Linked DNA regions of Mus musculus: all the other regions are linked to region 2. A link is a contact called in public Hi-C and HiChIP or PLAC-seq data. All regions are on one chromosome and are shown on one strand. The core of a region is the stretch at or near the end of the contact, and the rest is flanking DNA. Distances in the headings are between cores, read along the strand shown. Region 1 holds the start of Caskin2 (CASK-interacting protein 2). Region 2 holds the start of Hid1 (HID1 domain containing). Region 3 overlaps Llgl2 (LLGL2 scribble cell polarity complex component). Region 4 has its middle 18 kb from the start of Tmem94.

The links. Hi-C and Micro-C count contacts between places; a contact is called where the count stands out from the background. HiChIP or PLAC-seq counts read pairs in DNA pulled down with a chosen protein or histone mark.
Region 1: a Hi-C map of the G1E-ER4 cell line shows a contact between it and region 2, with 2.5 times the contacts expected there. The contact joins the promoter of Caskin2 here to the promoter of Hid1 in region 2. A contact is called at or near these places in 5 of 39 promoter capture datasets (the C10 cell line, embryonic stem cells, neutrophils and 1 more), 2 of 15 datasets of contacts at CTCF or cohesin (embryonic stem cells and large pre-B cells), 20 of 484 Hi-C or Micro-C datasets (B cells, the Ba/F3 cell line, CD4 T cells and 7 more), 9 of 115 datasets of contacts at active chromatin or transcription factors (the 230-238 cell line, T-cell acute lymphoblastic leukemia, embryonic limb bud and 6 more) and 3 of 9 other capture datasets (embryonic stem cells, liver and pancreatic islet).
Region 3: a contact with region 2 is called in a FOXA1 HiChIP or PLAC-seq map of pancreatic cancer cells. The contact joins the enhancer-like site here to the promoter of Hid1 in region 2. A contact is called at or near these places in 1 of 39 promoter capture datasets (embryonic stem cells), 1 of 484 Hi-C or Micro-C datasets (the G1E-ER4 cell line), 1 of 115 datasets of contacts at active chromatin or transcription factors (pancreatic cancer cells) and 2 of 9 other capture datasets (adipose tissue and embryonic stem cells).
Region 4: an H3K27ac HiChIP or PLAC-seq map of regulatory T cells shows a contact between it and region 2, with 4 times the contacts expected there. The contact joins the enhancer-like site here to the promoter of Hid1 in region 2. A contact is called at or near these places in 4 of 39 promoter capture datasets (the C10 cell line, neutrophils, pre-B cells and 1 more), 1 of 115 datasets of contacts at active chromatin or transcription factors (regulatory T cells) and 1 of 9 other capture datasets (liver).

Annotation. Positions count from the first base shown.
Region 1 is chr11:115,812,320-115,815,373 of GRCm38.p6, reverse strand. Caskin2 (CASK-interacting protein 2) reads left to right here and starts at 1,782. Exons shown (of 20, transcript NM_080643.2): 1 at 1,782-1,860; 2 at 2,992-3,054. It overlaps Tsen54 (tRNA splicing endonuclease subunit 54), which reads right to left and starts at 635. Exons shown (of 11, transcript NM_029557.1): 1 at 555-635; 2 at 295-459; 3 at 136-199; 4 at 1-47. The coding sequence starts at 610.
Region 2 is chr11:115,366,397-115,369,096 of GRCm38.p6, reverse strand. It overlaps Hid1 (HID1 domain containing), which reads left to right and starts at 1,341. Exons shown (of 19, transcript NM_001346774.1): 1 at 1,341-1,553. The coding sequence starts at 1,488.
Region 3 is chr11:115,837,578-115,840,689 of GRCm38.p6, reverse strand. The region is part of intron 2 of Llgl2 (LLGL2 scribble cell polarity complex component); the gene reads right to left. Among named protein-coding and RNA genes, the nearest start is that of Llgl2, 15 kb to the right of the region's middle. Within about 2 kb of position 1,604, at least 68 of the 459 cell types and tissues checked have an H3K27ac peak or open chromatin away from gene starts, as enhancers often do. A contact at or near this core is called in embryonic stem cells and pancreatic cancer cells, where this site is marked.
Region 4 is chr11:115,746,130-115,748,955 of GRCm38.p6, reverse strand. No RefSeq gene overlaps it. Among named protein-coding and RNA genes, the nearest start is that of Tmem94, 18 kb to the left of the region's middle. Within about 2 kb of position 1,430, at least 57 of the 459 cell types and tissues checked have an H3K27ac peak or open chromatin away from gene starts, as enhancers often do. A contact at or near this core is called in regulatory T cells, where this site is marked.

The DNA of each region.
Region 1 (3,054 bases), core at 533-3,032, 450 kb before region 2:
CGCTGCCGTCCTTCCTCTGAGTAGCCCATGGTCTGCCAGAATTTCCCCTGTGCGGCAGCAGACCAAGTGTCACAAAGCAGCTAAGCGGACAGAGGAAGGGGGTCCCCCAGCCGCGGAGATGCCCGGGCCGCTCACCGCAGGAGACGTCAACTCCACAAAGCCCTCTTCTGGTTTCCACTCCGCGGCCACCAAGCTGCCCCTGGCGAGGAGTGGGGAAGGGGCGTCTCGGTCTGCACGGGCAGTCCCCGGCCTCCGCCCACCCGGCCTGACCCGGCCCGGCCCAGCCCCTCTCACAGGCGCTCCACGCGCTCCTCCGCCAGCAGCTGCCACAGCTCTTGGCGACACAGGCGCAGCCGCTCCGCCTGGGCCTCCGAGCCGTCCGGGAGGAAGTCCTTGGGGCCATGCGACCGCTGTGGTAGCTTCTGGGACCGCGAGCGCGCGGCGCGGAGCTCCGAGGCGCTGGGGAGAGCCGGGAACACGTGATCAGCACAGAGGCCACCCCGCTCGCTCCCGGGTCCCACGCACCCCACGCCATCCCCCGGGCCGGGTAGCACCTGAGCACACGCCCCGCGGGAACCTCCACCGACCCGGGTTCGGGTTCGGGCTCCATCGGGCCGCTGTCTGCGGCTGCGCGCGCACCGCGAAGCCCCGCCCACCCCGGCATTCCGCGCGGTCCTAGCGCCTTCGACCCGCTCGCTCCTCGGGATCATAAAGCCACCCTCGAGCCTCGCGCCTTCCTACCTGCCCCGTGTGTGTCCTAACACCTGTCGGCACACGTGTACCCCGGGCCGCGGGACCCAGCTCGATGTGCAGGTTTCCAGATGTGCAAAAACTCACCTATTCCGTTTCCAGCGCTTCTGGGGGCTCCTCCCTTCTTTAGTATAACTTTACCTGGCTACTGGATGTAGCATGGATAATCAAATATGTTACTCTCATCTCTGCAGCCCTGAATGTCTTTGTGTCCTACCACCAGCAGGAAAGAGATGCGTAGAGAGAGGAGAGCAGTGAGCCCCCAGACACCAGCTTTGCAAACTGGAGGCCATATGGGAATGTTAGGAGTGGACCAAAGACTTATGGAGTTCCTTCACGGTGGGCCAAAAAAAAAAAATCTCTTCTTAGGGGCTCTGAAGCAGGGTTCAAAGGCCAGGGGTGGAGGCGCTGTCCGGCTCACACTGGTGCTGAATCGCCACCCCAGACTCCGAAAGCACCTCCTCGAGGCTGGGGTCCCCGCCGTGACATCCTGAGTCGCACTGACGCTCACCACTAGGTGGCACCGTTGCTCCAGCCAGCAGCTATAGGTCTCTGAGTGTGGACGAAGGTCGCTGCGGGCAACCCGGGAAAGGATGGGGCAAAGAGGAAGTGATCCCCACCCCTAGTGGGGGGGGGGGGTCCTCAGGTTCAACTGCCAAAACATCCTATTTTCTCTCCTATACATTCACACTTCACCTTTTGATCTAGACCAGAACCCAGTTCTCTCGGGATCCCCGGACAGGACACAGCAGCACGAAACCTCATCCACCCCGCCTCTCACCCGCCACTTTGCACCCCTAAGCAGCTTCACCTGCGCGCATGCGCTGATCCAACCAGTGGCTCGGCTCTGGACTGGCTGGCGGGGGCGGGGCCTAGTGAAGATGGGGCGGGGACCAGGGTGTTGATTGACAATCCAACTGTGCGGCCAGGACGGTCCCCGGCTCCCGATCCGGCGGGAGGGAGGGGGGAGGGGCGGGATTTCCTGCGGGAGGCGCCGAGCCGGCCTTGGAAAGGAGGAGAAAGGGGTTGCGGGGGACAGTGAGAACCAGAGTCCAGAGTGCCTGAGACTGAGCACAGCCAGCCGGACCCCCGGCGGGGCGGCCGGGAGAGGTGAGACTGCCGGGTCCCGGGCCAGGGGTCAGGACCCTTGAGAGCAGACGCAAACTAACTTTTCTTGTCTGATCGGCGGGCTCCTCCATCTCTCTGCTCCTTCCGCCTTCCTCGAGCCCCCCTTTTCGTTCTCCTCTATCTATTCCTCGGACGCTTGACTCTCCGGGTCCCTCTTGCCGCTTTGTTCCCGGGGTCGGCCTTATCTGGGCTTGGCTGCGGGGAGCTGCGCCGCGCTAGAGGGGCATTCCAAGGGGAGGGGGAGCCAGCCGACCCCAGGCACTGCCAGGAGCACTCTCTCCCAGTGCGGGTCGCGGGCTTTGAGGGGGAGTGCCCTCCGGCTTGGGCTTGGAACTTCTGAGGAATGAGTGGTTCCCCACCTGGGCCCCCAGGCCTGCACGAGTCTCTTGCCACAAGATTCTGGCAACAAAATCACCGCCACTGAGGAACTGACTTAAGGGTTTGTGCGGGAAGTCGAGTTGGGGTTTCAGGTTCAGGCTTGGGAGGTAGTTGGCCAGCCTGTCCAAGCTCTCTGTCCTGGATCTCTACCCAGCTGCTCTCTCCCACCACAGACGCAGTGAGAAAGGATTAGCAACAGGTGCTGTAGATCTCTCCGATCCAACAGGTAGATCTCCCCCAGAAAGTGAGGGACATAAGCACCCAGTCCACCCTCTAGGGACCTGGTAGTGAGGAGTGTGCTGCAGACACCTTGGACAGGGAGTGACCCCTACCATCTGCCCGTGCCACTCTCCCAGGCCCTACCTCCCGGCCCCGCCTGTTGTCTGTGGGTGTCAGAGCCTGGGGCTGTGGAGAATGGGCTGCTGGCCCTGCCTACACCAGTGTCTCCTGCTGCCAGGGCCCCTCCTGCCCAAGGTTGAGGTGCTGCCCAGTGCCATGGGGCATAGGCAACCCAGCCTTTCCCTCCTTGAATGCTGCCCCTCTCTTCTTTGCGAGATATATTTCTCTCAAGTACAGAAACTTCCTCCCCTCCGTTAGTGGCTTAGACTCACTCCAAGGCTCCTTGGGCATCTAGGGTGATTTGGGACTCCCTAGAGGTTCTATCTTGCTCATCTTCTCTGTCCCGGTTCCTGGCTGTAACCCAGCTTTTCATTGGATGACGTGTATCTTTTCCAGACCCTCAGGACTTGTCCCTGGCTGCTGCCTCACGCCAGAGGGAATGCTGACTGCTCTCTGGGT
Region 2 (2,700 bases), core at 92-2,591:
TGCCTTGATGGAGCATACTCCTTATTTTACAACTCCGGGATCCCCCTTTAGATTAAAGTCATGTTGTTTAGAACTATCCAGGATTCTCAGAAACTTCTAGACACAGTAACATGATTGTGTGAGGGGTGGGACACATACATCATACATGGCCCTGGCTGTCCTGCTGTCCTGGCTTGCTATGAGATATATATATATTAGATAAATACCAGATTATTTTGGATTTTGCCAATGCTGGTCTCAAACTCACTATTCACCAAGGATGACAGTCCCTCTTGCCTTCACCTCCTGAGTTCTGAGATCTCATATGTGGATCAACTATTTTTATTGGGTTGTCAGCTATTACTCTTAATTTAATAATTAGAGTGCTTGCCTAACATCCAAGAACCTCTTGGTTCAATCTACAGCACCCCATAATACCAAGGGTGATCATGGAACCTGTGACCTTGGTACTTGGGAGATGGATTAAAAAATTCATCACCAGTAACAGTGAGTTCGAGGCAAGCCTACGATAAACTCCTCACAAAACAAACACAGTGTACTAGGCTATACCATGGGTAAACTCCTTTCTTCTGAAACCAGGATCTGTGATGTTTATGTCATGTCCTCTACACTTCAAAGAGTTCTCAGGGAAGCCAGGGAGCTAGATAAGCGTCAAGACCCAAGGGATTTTTCACTGCTGAGCTGCCTTCCTGGAACAGGGACACTGAGTCAGCCCATCCTTCCACACAAGCAAGAGCTAAACCTTTTAAGGGTTAGAATAACTTCAAGGCTAGACACGTGGATTTGATAGGTCAGAAAGAGAAGCAAACAGAAAGAAAGGAAGGGAGGAAGAAAGAAAGGAGAGGAGAGGAGGGGAGGGGAGGGGAGGAGAGGAGAGGAGAGGAGAGGAGAAAAAGAAAAGAAAAGAAAGGAAAGGAAAGGAAAAGAAAAGAAAAGGAAAGGAAAGGAAAGGAAAGGAAAGGAAAGAAAAGAAAAGAAAAGAAAAGAAAAGAAAAGAAAAGAAAAGAAAAGAAAAGAAAAGAAAAGAAAAGAAAAGAAAAGAAAAGAGAAAAAGCAAGCAAGCTCAGATAGCAACAATAGTAGGAAAGCATGAACATCAGGTAGAGAGGATTGGAGGAGAAACTGCGGGTCTGAGCAGGAATGAAGAATGAAGGTGGAGGCAGGAGATGAGATACCAGGAGGGTTTCAGTCTTGCGGACTGAGGATCGAGGACAACACTCAGTTGCAGACGAAAGGACCAGGAGTTGGGTTCCACGGAGAACTCCGGACTTCTTCTTGGAGGCCTGAGCGGCAGGTGCAGAGGCGGGGCCTCGTGGGGGCGGATCTAAAGGCGGAGCCACAGGGGCGGGGCCGACGCCTGCGGCAGGCGGGGTTCGCAGCTTCGCTCCCCAGAGAGCAGCCGGGGCTGCGGAGCTGGAGCTGGAGTCACAGCCGGAGCCCGCGGCAGAGTCGGAATCCGGGGTCGGGCTGGAGCGGGGTCCATCGACATGGGATCCGCAGACTCCAAGCTGAACTTCCGGAAGGCGGTGATCCAGCTGACCACCAAGACGCAGGTGCGCCTGGGGGCCCAGCCTCTTCATCCACCTGCCGGCCCTGGGGGCAGGGCAGGGCCGGGGGGGCTGGGTGAACACGGTTCACCCGAGGGTGGGGTGACCGGCTAATCCAGAGGGGGATGCTGAAACAAGCACCGGAACGGGACTTTTCCTTTGTAACTAGGGCTCCATCCCTGCCTCTGGGAGCCCACCCTATGCCTACTCTCCCCTGGGAACACTCTCCCGGGCACTGCTGCTGCTGCCACCTTAGGCTGACGTGTGCCTACTCCTGGAGCCGGCGGCGACAACGTTATCCGCCCCCTGTCCCGCCCCCCCGGTGCCCGCAGCCTCGCTTAGCCAGCCTCTTCCCGCTCCCACCTACCCATCCATCGCCCCGCTGGTCTCCCTGCCCCTCAGTGCCCATGGTCCCGGACATACAGCCCCGGCTGACTCAATGCAAACAAAGCCGGGCCGGCGCCTGCCTGGGTTGGGGAAAACAGCTGGTGCGCGATGGCAGCGGTGGCAGCGGTGGCCTCTCTGGGCCCTGGCTGATGCCTGAGGGTAGGGAAGGCCCAGGTCTTCCTGGGAGCTCATAGAGTGGCAGGCAGCGGCAGCTGGGTAAGAGGAGCTGTCCTCAGGCCTAGGGAAGCCAGCTTTCCAGCTAGTGATGATCCAGGGGCTTCTCCAGGCCCGGTGGAGCTGATTGGCTGTGCTTTTTGGCACCCGGAATAGGGATTGGGGTTTCGGGGATGAGGAGATTATCATTGGTCTGTTGGAGAGGGAGCCATGGGTAACTCCAGTCCACACTCCCCCCCCCCATCCCCCGTGTCTACAAGTGTCACAGAAGCTGCCTCCTACCTTCAGCACACACCTCTTGACCCAGCAAGGTTCCTTCCCTGTCGTCCCTTCAATCTTTATTTCTGGAAACCAGGCTACTCTGGTTATGGAGATACCAGCAGCCTCTCCAAGGCCCTGCCTGTCAAAGGGCTCTGGACCTACTGCCATCTGGAACCCCACCCCCATCCGACTGTTCTCAGAGCTCTATATTGTTCTTGGCCAGTGTGAGTGGGATCAGGAGAGCTGCCTACCCACAACCAGCCAGTCACAGCCTCAGAGAGCCGACCACTACTCCCACACCCTGTTACCCACCTTGGGAAGGTCAGAGGCC
Region 3 (3,112 bases), core at 355-2,854, 470 kb before region 2:
TTGTCCTGGAACTCACTCTGTAGACCAAGCAAGCTGGCCTCAAACTCACAGAGATCCCCCTGCCTCTGTCTCCCGGGTGCTGGGATTAAAGGTGTACACAGCCCAGTCTCCTATTGTAATCTTACTGGACCAACATACTACCCTAGAATATTCTGACTTCGCATCCTCAGGGAAGTCAAGTCAAAGAGAAACACATTTTCAGATTTCTGGCCTCTGAGGCCACGACCTGCCCCGTCAGCTCTTAAGCAGTTCAACAATCCTGCTTGAATCCTTCCTGCTGCAAAGGTTGGGCATCCCCCATCTCTTACTTCCTTCAGAGTCCCAAGGACTGTGACCACTCCTCCCTGTCCTTCCAAAGGCCAGTTGAGAACAGGCACCCAGTCAGGCTCACCAGAATGACATTCAGGATGCCCTGAGCAGTGTGTCCTTGGACTGAACACGAGGCATCTTGTGAATACAGAGTGTGTGTTCTGATTGCTCACCCCAGTGTGAGAACTGTCCCTAGGCTGCGGCTGGCTGCTAGGGTCCTTAGTATTCTGCAGTGTGCCCCCGCCCCCAGGGCATCTTATCCAGCTGACAACACTGAGGGACCAAGGCTCTCTCAAAAGCAAAACAAGGGACATAGGCTCCCATGACTTTCCCTGGACAGGGCCCACATGAGCTGACTCCTTAGAGGAGGCCAAGCCAGGCCTGAGCCCTGTGAGCCCTGTGGGTGGGGCACACGGAAGGCTCAGTGGCCCCTGCTGGGATAAGAAGGAAGGATGTGGCTCAGAACCCAGGGAGGAAACAAGGAGGAACTAGGAAGCCTGGGTGTGTCCTGGGGAAAGCAGGGAAGGGAAGGTCCCAACTACCCGGCACCTAAGTGCCCTGCCCACACTGGTGTCCCTTCCACAGCAGCTAAGACTCTTGTAAACTTTCAAGGTTCGGAGTCCCCTGAGTGTAAGTTCTACATGCTAGTAATCCCCCGCCTTAGTTAGGTCCCTAAAGGGTGAGGTGGCCTTTCTCAAAGGAGCCGCCCACAGAGTGTTGTGGAGCCGCCAAGAGAGTGTCCTGTCCCCTCCCCCCTGTAATCCAGAGCACGTGGGCAGCAGGTAGAGCCTGGGGATACCCCAAGCATAGGATTCCCAGACCCCAGAGAACTCTAAAACAAGAAGGTGGACCAACGCTCTGCAGTTCTCCCTCCCGTTGTCTCCTCAGCCTCTGTCCTGTCCTGTCCTGTCCTGCTACCTGGGCTCAGGTGACCTCTGCTAAGGGAGAAGAGAACAATGGGCTCTTTTGACAGGGAAAGGAGAGCAAAGATGAACAGAAGCCGCCAGACTGTAATATTAGCCCAAGTCCCTGTCAGATTGTGAGAGGTGGGGGTGGGTGGGTAGCGGGTGTTGCCCTTCACCCTTACACTCAGCTGGGGAGGACTGTCCTCCAAGCCCACGGCTTTGGGGACCCTGTAGTGTCTGTCAGGGGCTGAGAGGAGAGCTCCCAGAAGCTGCTGAGGGCCTCAGGAGGGAGGAGGGAGGAGGGAGGAGGGGCAGATCCACCTGCCTGCAGTGGCTCTGCCAGATACTGGGTGTGGTAAGCTCAGATTCCTGGCCCAAGCAACTTGGCCTCTCTGTGTGGTTGTCATCTGACACTGGTGCCCATGTAGGCAAAAGCCACAACAAAACGATGTGGTCTGGGCTGGGCGGGCCTAGTTGGTTAGAAACACACCATTTATTTGATTTGGGAGGTGTGGTGGTGGGGAGGGTTCTGAGGGGGGTGTGTTATTCTGCAGCAGTCCAGCGCAGGCACCTAGGCCTAGGTCTGCTCACACTGGGGTGTGGCTACTAGTGGGTGCCTGGGTTTCACCAGAGGGGCAAGCAGGCCCCAAACAATGTTCAAGGAGCAGGGTTTCACTAAGACCAGGACGTCCGTCCAGCCCCTGAGGTAGTCCCTGTTCCCTTAGCTAGTCTTCAGTGGGAACCTAAGCTGCCTGACTGGGTTGGAGGTGAGTGTGCTAAGAGGGTACAAGTGGTAGACAGCAGGTAAAGACACTGAGCTCCGAGCAAACCATGCTACTTGATGCTGCCCATAAGAAGCGATTGAACATGGGGCTGGAGAGATGGCTCAGCAGTGAAAAGCACTTGCTGCTCTTGCAGAGGACACAGAACCAGTTCCAGCACCCACATGATGGGACACAGCCATCCCTAACTCCAGTTCCAGGAGCTTCTGATCTCTGGAAGCACCAGCCACGCATGTGGTGCCCATACATACATGAAGGCATAACATGCATACATATAGGAAACAAACTAAAATAAATAGAGCCATGAAACCTGTCCACTGCACCAGCCTCCATTAGGGTGCTTAGCAACCCCACTTCACGGAAGAGGAAACTGAGGAATAGACAGGCTAATCAATGTCTACATGGTCACGTGGTGAGAGCTGAATCAGAACCAAGGCCCGGCTATATGGCTCCAGTTCCCTGCCCCAACCACTGTTAACACCCAGCCCTGATGCCTGGCACCCAGCCCCTGAGCTAGACTTGGTCCCCTGGCAGCCAGCCCCTTTTTCTGGTCATGGTCACAACTCCTGGCCAAGGACAGGTAACCCTCATGGCCCTAGCTAGGGCAGCGTCCCCGTTTTGTGTGAGGCATCTTGCTGGCTCTGTGGAAAGGCCTAGAACTGGTTTAGAAGCTGGGATCTGTAAGCTGTTTGGGCATCTGTCGTGTGGCGGGCGATGCCACTGTTCTGTTGTTGCACGCATTGCCCACGACACGCTGCCTGACAGCCTGACCTTCAGGGTGGCACTCCCAGATGTGACCACACCGTGAGTAGCCACTGTGCAGGCGCGGACCCTAACCTGCACATGAGGAATTCCTGTGTGGAGTCTGACAACAGCCCATGCACCTTTGATTCTGTGGCGTTTAGCCAAGCACTCGGTGGACACACGTGTACAGCCCTTCACGTCACGCTGGCTCTGTTTACGTCTCCCTCAACCTAAATCGAAATCTAAGATCATCTCCATTCTAGAGCTGTGCCAAGGCCTCACAGTGAGTGAATGGGGCTATCAGGTGCTAGGTCAATACTCGTCATTGGACTAGATGCTTCACCATGATCCTGTTCTCATCAAAATGGTCAG
Region 4 (2,826 bases), core at 181-2,680, 380 kb before region 2:
AATAAATAAATCTTTTAAAAAAAAAAAAGAAAAAAAAAAAGAAGTGACAGCAAGCCGGGCGTGGTGGCGCACGCCTTTAATCCCAGCACTCGGGAGGCAGAGGCAGGCGGATTTTTGAGTTCGAGGCCAGCCTAGTCTATAGAGTGAGCTCCAGGACAGCCAGGGCTTCACAGAGAAACCCTGTCTCAAAAAACCAAAAAAAGAAAAAAAGAAAAAGAAAGAAAGAAAGAAAGAAAGAAAGAAAGAAAGAAAGAAAGAAAGAAAGAAAGAAAGAAAATGGGTTACAAAGAAGTAAGAGCAACATTGGGAAGAAGAGTGCTGAGCGGTAGGACGAGTGGACCCCATGCTAAGGTGGCAGCCACTCGGGTGCTAGGATATAGGTGCATTCAAAAAAACTACTGGGTGAAACCTACTGGCTGATTTGAAATAAGTCTTAGATAGGAAAATAGTGGAATAGCTCTCTTAAGCTCTAGACCTCAGACAGGCAGTGGTGCACACCCTTAATCCCAACACTTGGGAGGCAGAAACAAGCAGATCACCGTTAGAGGCCTGCCTGGTCAACATAGTGAGTTCCAGGCCAGCCAGGGCTATGTGGTGAGACCCTGTCTCTAAAAAAGGACAGGTTGGAGAGATGGCACCCAGTGTGAATCTCTGGGCTGAGATGTGCTAACCACACAAGCATGTTGACCCAGGTTCAAATCTCAGAACCCAGGGAAAAAACTGCATGCTGTGGTACACAAGCTTAGCCCCCTACAGAGATAGGAGATGAAGGCAGGAAAACTGCCCAGAGGCTGTGAACCAGCTGTCCCGGAATTCACAGCGCAACAGAAACAAGAGAAATCTAACCTCTACAAGATGGAGAAGAAACCGATCTCCCTCGCCCCCATTTTTGTGCCATGGAACCTGTGAAAGAAAGGAGAAGAAGAGAGGGAAGAGGGAGAGAAGGCAGGAGGGAGAGAAAAAGGGAAGGGAAGGGGAGGGGGAAAGTGGAAGGAGAAGAAAAGAAAGAAAAGAAAAGCAGGAATGAACAGGGCACCTCAGGGGTGGGACACACACCTGTGATCTATCTACACACTGGGAAGGCTGAGGCAGGAGGATTTTAAGTTTGAGAGTTTGAGGCCAGCTTGGGCTAAATGGTAAGAGCCTGTCTCAGAAAACGGGGAGCAGTGCATCTGGTGGAGAATACCCTTGTTCTTAAAGACCTCACCACATGGAGGTAAGAAGTGAGTCAGAAAACACGAGTGATTCAGGCCTGATTCAGGGACTCTAACAAGGATCTACACGCTGAGCCACCTGCAAGCTGAAACAAGCCCCTCCCCCCGCCCCCGCCCGCACCCCCCGCACCCCCCCCCCCCCCGGAGGAGCATCCTTCGTCACTGCGCCATCTTTTCCACCTAGTCATTTGCTTAAACGTGACAGGCAGAAGGGGGTTGGTTTAAGATCTTTGTGCTGAGAGACCGCGGGAATGGCTCCTTGTTTGCAATTTCAGGGGTCCTGAACGGGGCTTCTGGCATCCACATCCGGTGGCTCCCAACCACCTATAACTTCAACCCCCGGGGACCCAACACCCTCTTCAAGGGCACTGGGACACACACAGACACACAATCATAAATAAAAACAAATCTTCGTTTATGTTAAAGATCCTCATGCTGAAATGCTTTGAATTCAGCTGAGTTAAAACAACGAGATCCCTGGCCAGAAACAGCAGGGTGAGGATCCAAGCGCCCCAGTGGCTGATACCTGTTGTCACAGTCAAAGTTTCAGACACTTTCTGGCTCTTTAAAAAGATGACTGGAGTGGTCAAAGGACAAGCTGGGAGAAGAAAGCAAATGTAAGGAGCTGCTTTGGAGGAGGAAAAGGTTTTATTTTCCTAACAAACAAAAAACATTGAACTGGAAAGAACGCAGAGTCCATTTCCCATCTCTTCAGATACAGGAAAGAATAAAACAGAACAATGCCGAGGCCAGGGTGAAAACGGGTGACTCAGCAAGGGCAGTGTGCAGGGTGAGAATCTCTGTGCTGCACAAGCCCACATCAGATAACAAAACGCACGCGGTGATCAAGTCTTTGTTATGACTATCATTCCTTACGGTATACAACTCAGGAAAGAATTTCAAAGCTCTGTGTGAACATGTGGGTGCCGGGTGTATTTGATCAGCACAGTGAGTAAGTAGATAAAATCCCAAGGGGCTGATGAGATGGCTCAGTGGGTTAAAGTGCTTGCCACCAAGTCAGGGAGTTTGAGTCCCTGGACCACACGGTAGGAGAGAGCCAACATTTACAACTTGTCTTCCACATGTGCATTGTGGCATATACAAAAGTGTGCTCAACCATACACATAATAAAAAGTGAGGAAACCAGGCAGGTGGCGCACGCCTTTAGTCCCAGCACTTGGGAGGCAGAGGCAGGTGGATTTCTGAGTTCGAGGCCAGCCTGATCTGCAGAGTGAGTTCCAGGACAGCCAGGGCTACACAGAGAAACCCTGTCTCGAAAAACAAACAAACAAACAAAAAAGAAAGAGTGGGTCCTCTAAAACAGAGTTGGTCCTCTAACTTGGTGGATGTGTTCATTGGAAGAGGTAGCCAGCTTCCTCCCAGTTCAGTGCAACACTGAGTCATCTATAAAGGGAGACATGCTAGTCACAACAGGATGGAGGACATCAAAGGAACAATGAAACATCCTGCCACAGTGTGCTCCTTGTCAGTGAAATATCTGGTCCATGCAGGGTGACAGCTATAGTTTCTGCCACTAAAACCATTATCTGGGGACAGAGGTAGATGGCAAGACAGGGACTCATGAGAGGAGGGAGCCTCAATTGAGAAAATG